2 separate regions of the Mus musculus genome follow, and region 1 is linked to region 2. A link is a contact called in public HiChIP or PLAC-seq data. All regions are on one chromosome and are shown on one strand. The core of a region is the stretch at or near the end of the contact, and the rest is flanking DNA. Distances in the headings are between cores, read along the strand shown.

Region 1 (3,533 bases), core at 937-3,436, 370 kb before region 2:
CCTTGGCAATGAACAGTGTGTGCACATGACAGCCTGTAACTGTGGGCTTTCTACGCCTGTCCCAGTTCCTGAATAATGACACAAAGACTATATGTACTTATAAGCTTTTGTCCTTATAGCTAGATGTAGTTTCTCTACAGCTCATAACTCAATTATCCAGATTATACTAATCTCAGTTCTGCCACATGGCTGGTTAATTACCTCTCCTTCCTTCCCAGCCTGCTTCTTCCTCTGTGTCTGGCTTCCCAGAGAATCTCTCTCTCTCTCTCTCTCTCTCTCTCTCTCTCTCTCTCTCTCTCTCTCTCTCTCAGTCCCACCTAACTATTCCACTTTTGCTATAGGCCATCGGCTTTCATAAGGTGATGGAGAACAATGTTTACAAAATCCTAAGGCAGGAGATGATTAACAATACCACATATGGCCTGAAATCAGATCTCTGCTGGTTCAGAAATGAGCATCTGAATAACACAAGGGCAGTCTTTGCACACTGCACAAAAACATCCTCCAATGGTGGACCCCGTCTCTGGTGATAAACAGTGTGTGCATGTGATGGACCTGTCCTGAAAATGAACAGGGTGCGCAGGTCTTGGTTTGGTTTCCAAAGCTCCCATTTCTCTGAGGTTTCCTCCCTCCCCATTTCACATTTCTATATTCCCTTTAACCAGAAAGGCAAGAAATAACTTTGCTGTACTTAAGACTGATCAGTAAGTGGTATTCCTGTATGGGCCCTATCAACCAGGTACCAGTGGAATTCCAGCAGCTGGCAGTGGTTTGCTGACTTCGGTTTTTAGTCTGCGATGGAAGAAAGAACTCAGAGCACACAGCAGCTCAGCACTGCTGCAATCCATGACTCTTCAGACACTCGAAGCTCACACTGATAACATCAATTCCAGCTCTCTGGTCCACATGGTAGAAAGAGGAAACCAACTTCTCCAGGTTGTCTTCTGATCTCCACATGAGTCTTGGCCCACATGGCTCTCTTTACCCAGAACCTGCGATAAGCAAATGTAAAATAAAATAAAATAAAATAAAATAAATAAAAGCAACAAAAAGAAACAGTAATGTTTAAGTCCAAACATTCTCCTATAGTAGTAGACTGTATGGTATGCTACCGCACTTCTTTTGCTTGCTTTTGAGAAAGGGAGAGCCATGTAGCCCAGAACTTGCCTCCTTGCCCCAGATGCTGGAATTCTAGACTTGTGCTGCCACACCCAGCTCGAGAGCAGAGGCCCTTGACTTTGTTTTATTGTCAGAGTAAGCTGCTATCTTGTGAAAACACAATTCCCAGAATAGTTGTTTTCACTGCTTTGAAATAGAGTGAAGTCTCACTTTGTAGCCCAGGCTGGCCTTGACCTTGCAGCAACCCTCCTGCCTCAGTCTGTGCCGGGATCACAGGCTGAAGCCATCATGTGCTCTGACTGGTGGTTATTTGATACAGGAGATTCCAGGGCAGAGGTCTGCAGTGGTTTTCAGGACCGGCTTAGATATTAGGGAAGAGAGGTCAGAGGCCACAATAGAAGCTCCATAGCTGCGCTCCTTGAAGTGTGGGCTCTGGGCCAGCATCAGTAGCATCATTAAAAACTTGTAAGAGACACGTGTTTTCTGGAACCCATATTTCAGAAACAACAAACTCAGGGTGGGGTCTGGCAATCTGATTTTTGTCAAGCCTTGAGGTTCTGATGCTGCTAACATTTGAGACGTCCCTGCTTCTAGGCGTCATTACCTGAGCAATAGAGGGCTGGACCCTCTCATGCTGCTTTGTTCTCAAAAGCAGAGGCCTGTGGTTGAAAGCAATTCCAAGATGCAGGCAGCCAGGTATAGATTTTCCAGGAAGATCTGGAGATGGAATTCAGGGTCAATATTCTGGAGGTCCGGGCATGCATTTCCTCCAGACGGACAATGTGTCCTAGGGATGGAAAGTGCCACCCGACAAGATACTTTTCATTGTCTTTGCATTATGTGACCGTGCTGTTGGTTAACTCTGGGACTCGGAGGCTTCCTAAAGCCCTCCAAGGTATCTTCCATCTTCCTTCCAAGTTCCAGTGGGAGAGTCCCTGTCTTGGGTCTGCCAGGTGAGATACTAGGTGAAGTCTGACCTCACAGGAGGCCCTTATGATGTCATTGCCACCTCAAGATGCCCTCCTCTGTGACTTTGAAGGTCATAGAGGACTCAGTCCTGGGCCCTGTGGCTTGCAGGGGCCAGGCTGTGCTGGCAGGTGGGTGCTTCCCACTGGCCGCAGTGGCAGCAGCTTACAGACGTGAGCCGGCCTGGCTTGCTGTCTGTGCTAAGTGCTGCCTGTTTGCCCAAGGCCAGCCTCAGGAAAGGAATAGACTACAGAATTTTGCAAAAGGGCCACCTAAGTTTCCTTCTGAGCAAAACAGCATCGGTCAAGGCACCGAAGAAGTGTGATCGTTGTCCCAGGCAGCTGGGATCCTCTAGGCGATTGCCTTAGTGGAAAGTCCGAGGTGAAGGATGGGGAAGAGGACTTGCATCTGCAACCTGTGCTCCTGCGGGTAAGGTAGTCCTCCCAAGGGCAATCTGGGGAGGGGAGCCTGATTTTCACACTCCCTAGGGTGCCAAGCCCCTTTCCTGGAACGAAGACAGGATGTGTCTTCTTCATCCCGCTGCTTCGCTAGGCAGCATCGCACTGGATTCGGGTTTTAAACTGCAACATTGTTGACTAATATTTGATGCACACATGTCGAATCAGCGCTGATCAGGTAGTGTGTGTGTGTGTGTGTGTGTGTGTGTGTGTGTGTGCGCGTGTGTGTTTTCTGCAGGGTAGAGATTCAGGCACTTTGAGAGTGGGCTGGGCCCAGCCTTGTCTACATGCTGTTAAGACATGATGGAAACCCTGGACAGGCTGGGGCCGGTCTTGTTTCTTCTGTTGCAATTGTTAGAACAATAGTTCTTTTGTGTGGGTGAGTTTCTCACTTACAGAAATTGGTACTTTGGGAGCCATAGTGCACGGGCACCAACTGTTGCAGTGTTGAAATAAATAGCTAATCCAGGGGCGAGTTCGCTGTAGTTTTTGGGCAGGATGCCTTTCTGCCCCTTGTCTTCAGGGCCATGATGGTGCAAAGCACAGTGAAGGCAGGGTTTTGGAGAGGAACGTTGGGCTGCGGTCTCTGAGATGGTCCTTCTGGCTGCTTTGCCAGGACAGCTAGGGAACTGCAGGGCTGTGCCAGCCAGGGGATAGCAGAAGGGGCAGTACATAAACTTGCTTCCCAGGCTTCTGGCTAAGACCAAGTGAAAGGAGTGGCCTCGGGGACTAGCCCTCTGGGGTTGTCACTAAATGTGGGATCTGGGCTAGGAACCGAACGTCTCCCCATTCAAATTTCCCTAGGAATACTCTCCTCACAGGACTATTACAAGTGAAGGGATAGGGTGTATGTCTATGCACATGGATTCTATCTATTCTGTTAATACCCTAAGATCTGCAAAGGATTTTACAGCTACATATGTTACATGAAATAACAAAATTATTGTATTTGGGAGAATAGGTTAAGAGGACACTCTGAAAACAGAAGAC
Region 2 (3,658 bases), core at 546-3,045:
ACTTCCTAAGTCGCACACCTAGAATATGACAGTTGGGATTCTGACCTTCTAATATATGCTTCCTTATCATTCTCCATCACTCAAGACACTGGAGGATGTGTACAAAGAGCTGGCACTAACCAGCGGCCCAAGTGAGAACACACTGTTTATTGCAGAGGCTTCTGAGGAAGGCTTCTTCTGACTCTCTGTTTCAAAGCCTAGCCCACCAGCAACCTCTCACTAATGCTGCCCTGGTTTCTTAGCATCAACTCAGAGTCATTCTTGGGACAAGAAGATGTAACCAAAGAAAAGTATTTAGGAGACAAAATACTCCCCCCCCCCCCACACACACACCAAGGCTTTTCTCCTGTGTGAGAACCACCCCTCTCCTAAAATTGTGTTTCTGGGGGCTAGAGAGATGGCTCAGCAAGTTAGAGCACTGACTGCTCTTCCAGAGGTCCTGAGTTCAATTCATAGCAACCACATGGTGGCTCACAACCATCTGTAATAGTGGGATCTGATAACCTCTTCTGGTGTGTCTGAAGATAACTACAATGTACTCACATACATAAAATAAATAAATAAATCTTTTTTAAAAATGTGTTTCTGATGCTTGGATATAGTTTAGCTTCAGCAGTGACTAGGTTATTACCTGAGGACATCCTAAAGGAGAAATTAATGATGACAAAGGAAGATGAGGGTCCAGAGAATAAAAAACAACTGAACTCAGCCCAGACACTTCTGAACTATCTAACCCCACAGAGACCTTCTCTCATTAGAGCGTGCCAAAAGCCAGTGATTATCATCCCAGTGTGAACTTCCAATTTGAAGCACACAGTGTCAGAAGAAGAGGAAAAGTCAATTCGGAAGCATGCTGACTCCAGCATCCACCTCTCGTTTCCAGGGGTCAGGTCTTATAGCTTGTGGGCAAGCAGACCAAGTGCCACATCGAATCATTACCTCAGCTTTGCCTAGGTCGACTATAACATACAAACTTTGGAGCATGAGAATAGAGCATGCTGCCATCATGGGAATGTTCCACTTGGGAAAGTTACTACATTGCACAAAAGGAGAAAAACTGTCCCTCTTATCTTCCAGAGTAAGAGGATGCGGGAGAGTTATGCAAGCCGTCTGTACACTACCCATCTGCCCCAAGGTTCAGAACTGTTACTAGCATCAGTATGTTCCTCTCCAGCCATGTCTACATGCAGCTCTGATTTCTGATCCAGAGTAAAAGCAAAATTCAAAATAAAACAAGCTAATACCCAAATGGCAGAATCAAAAGCATCCGATGTCATTTCTATTCTATGTTTTTCAAAGTAAAATGCAAAATCCACTGGTTTCTACAAACATATTGTTACCTTCAAACAAACCAGACCAAGCTTGCATTCCTGTTTGGATTACAGTTTAATGCCTGGTTAGAAACTGTGTTATAACTAACAGCTTTCTTGATTACTGTGCCAGCCATGGAGTCTAACTAGATATTAAGAGCTCCATTTTGTAAGCAGTCATTTAAATTGCAGATGTGGCTTCAGCTGGCCCAACTTGTGCTTGTAATCATAAATCAACATGTGATGGGTGAGGAAGCTGCCATTCTCTGAACCGTCTCATTAGAATGCAAAGAGGCACAGCTACACTTTTGTTTTTCTTTTTGTTTTTTCCCATGCAGACATGCATGTCACTGTTTTCATGGCTATTTTCTGAGTTTGGGAACAGCAGAGGGGCAAAAAGGAGGGGAAGAGTCCTGGGGAGGGGAATTCCCAGAAGTGCTGGCATCATGATCTCCATCACAAAGAGCAAGCCTCTGCTCTGCAAACTGGGAGTGGCATTGTACTCTCTGTGGGAGGGTGAGAGGCTTAAAGGTCACAGCTGTGCTTTCAAGGGTGTTATCAGTCCAACTCTGGGGGAATTGTGGGTATAGGACTAGGAGGTGAAGTGCCTGAAACTTAAAATGGTGTAGCACTGGGAAACCACACACACACACACACCCCACCCCCTGCCCTGCCCCAACATGCAAGTCCCTTGGGATTTTAAACATAGAATTACCATGTGATACACCAATTGACTTCTCTGTATAGACTTGAAATAACTGAAACCACAGGCATGAATAGGTACTTGCATGTCTAATAACAGCGTTATCCACTACTGCTGGAAGCAGAAAATGTCCATCCAGGTGAGAGGGTAAACAAAATTTCATCTATCTCAAATATTACCATAAAAAGAATGAGATTTCTAATTTAAGCTAAATTGTCTAAATAATAATTTCTGATCACATGGATAAACTTTCGGCATTTTAGACTTCCTAAGTTGGGGGGAAAAACCCCTCACATTGGGCAGAAAATTAACTTTGTATGATTTCACTCATATGAGCACTAAAATAAATAGACATGGGCACTAGATTGGCAGCTACCAGGAGCTCAAGTGAGGGGAGAGTGCGGAGTTATTCATTAATAGGTGTGGCACTTCATTTGGGGGATGAGCAAGTTTTAGAGGTGGGTGATAGTAATGGGTATATCACAGTGTTAATGAGCTCACTATCACGGGACCAACATACTTAAAAGAGGGTAAATTGGTAAATTGTATGTTACATCTGTTTTACAACAATGGAAAAAGGAGACAAATTTACACACACACACACACAAATAATCAACACAAGGAACACACAGATGGAACAGTGTAATTAGATGCACTCGTACAAGTAAACATGTGATACTGTTTGGTTTTGGTGCAACTCTGTAATGATGTCCTTATTCTGCCCTGCTCAGTCTTGTGGCTTCTTTATGTGTTCATGGAAAGAGAAGCTTGTATGTTTGCCTTTGCCATTCTTTTGCAGAGCCAGATCAATATTCAACTATATGATGTCTATAGTCCAGTATAGTATCAAGAGATCTCAGAGCATGGTATACTTTGGAATTAGAAGATATAAATGGAAATTCAAGTCTTGTTATTTATCAGCTATGTGGCTCTGTCCATGTCACCTCATCTGTCTGTTCCTTGGCCTATCTATCTGCAAAGTATAGCAATCACTCCTCTAAAAGATGAAGACTCCATGCAAGAACGCAAAGCTCTTAAAGTTTAAGGATGAGACCAGCTACAATGGCTATTAATTATAACAAAAACAATAGCAGCAAATTAGCTGAAGGAGGAGAAGACACAAAGGAAAGAATACTAAAGTGTCTTAAAAACTGCTCTGTGATATTCTTCAAGAGCCCAAAACTTGGAAGACTCAACTATACACAATACTCATATCTTAAAAAATTCAAACACAATTAAAAAAAGAAATCAATAAAAATTTTAAAACTTGCAAAAAAGAACAAAGTATAATGATACATATGTTTAGTAATACCATGGTGATACTTATTACTCTGAATGCTAACTTAAAAAATAAAAATAATCTCAAATATAGGTGTGAAAAAATAACTGAGCTCTCATTTCATGGACAAGATTATTATTCACTATTTATGTGATTTAGTTTGCCCTCCTAGAAGATACACACAGCTCCAAGACTAATAAGAAAATTGAGACTACTGAAAGATTACAAATCAAACATTCATAGAAAATTCACCATCACGAATAAACTGGGCCTGGGCATGGCCCTTCAAACCTATCACTTCTCTGTATCCTGCAGATTTATCTTCATGGGTCCAGTACCTTTCTATGAGGGTAGAAAGTCTCCACA

Evidence for each region. HiChIP or PLAC-seq counts read pairs in DNA pulled down with a chosen protein or histone mark.
Region 1: an H3K27ac HiChIP or PLAC-seq map of embryonic stem cells shows a contact between it and region 2, with 5 times the contacts expected there. The contact joins the promoter of Saxo1 here to the enhancer-like site in region 2. A contact is called at or near these places in 9 of 39 promoter capture datasets (the 3T3-L1 cell line, the HPC-7 cell line, embryonic stem cells and 5 more), 1 of 15 datasets of contacts at CTCF or cohesin (the NIH/3T3 cell line), 8 of 484 Hi-C or Micro-C datasets (embryonic fibroblasts, embryonic stem cells, nephron progenitors and 2 more), 6 of 115 datasets of contacts at active chromatin or transcription factors (differentiating embryonic stem cells, embryonic stem cells and fibro-adipogenic progenitors) and 1 of 9 other capture datasets (embryonic stem cells).

The regions. Positions count from the first base shown.
Region 1 is chr4:86,556,956-86,560,488 of GRCm38.p6, reverse strand. It overlaps Saxo1 (stabilizer of axonemal microtubules 1), which reads left to right and starts at 2,186. Exons shown (of 4, transcript NM_001081096.1): 1 at 2,186-2,514. The coding sequence starts at 2,474. Saxo1os (stabilizer of axonemal microtubules 1, opposite strand) reads right to left here and starts at 2,045. Exons shown (of 2, transcript NR_131920.1): 1 at 1,724-2,045; 2 at 685-992.
Region 2 is chr4:86,181,973-86,185,630 of GRCm38.p6, reverse strand. The region is part of intron 4 of Adamtsl1 (ADAMTS-like 1); the gene reads right to left. Among named protein-coding and RNA genes, the nearest start is that of Adamtsl1, 130 kb to the right of the region's middle. Within about 2 kb of position 1,795, at least 41 of the 459 cell types and tissues checked have an H3K27ac peak or open chromatin away from gene starts, as enhancers often do. A contact at or near this core is called in differentiating embryonic stem cells, embryonic stem cells and stem cell-derived neural progenitor cells, where this site is marked.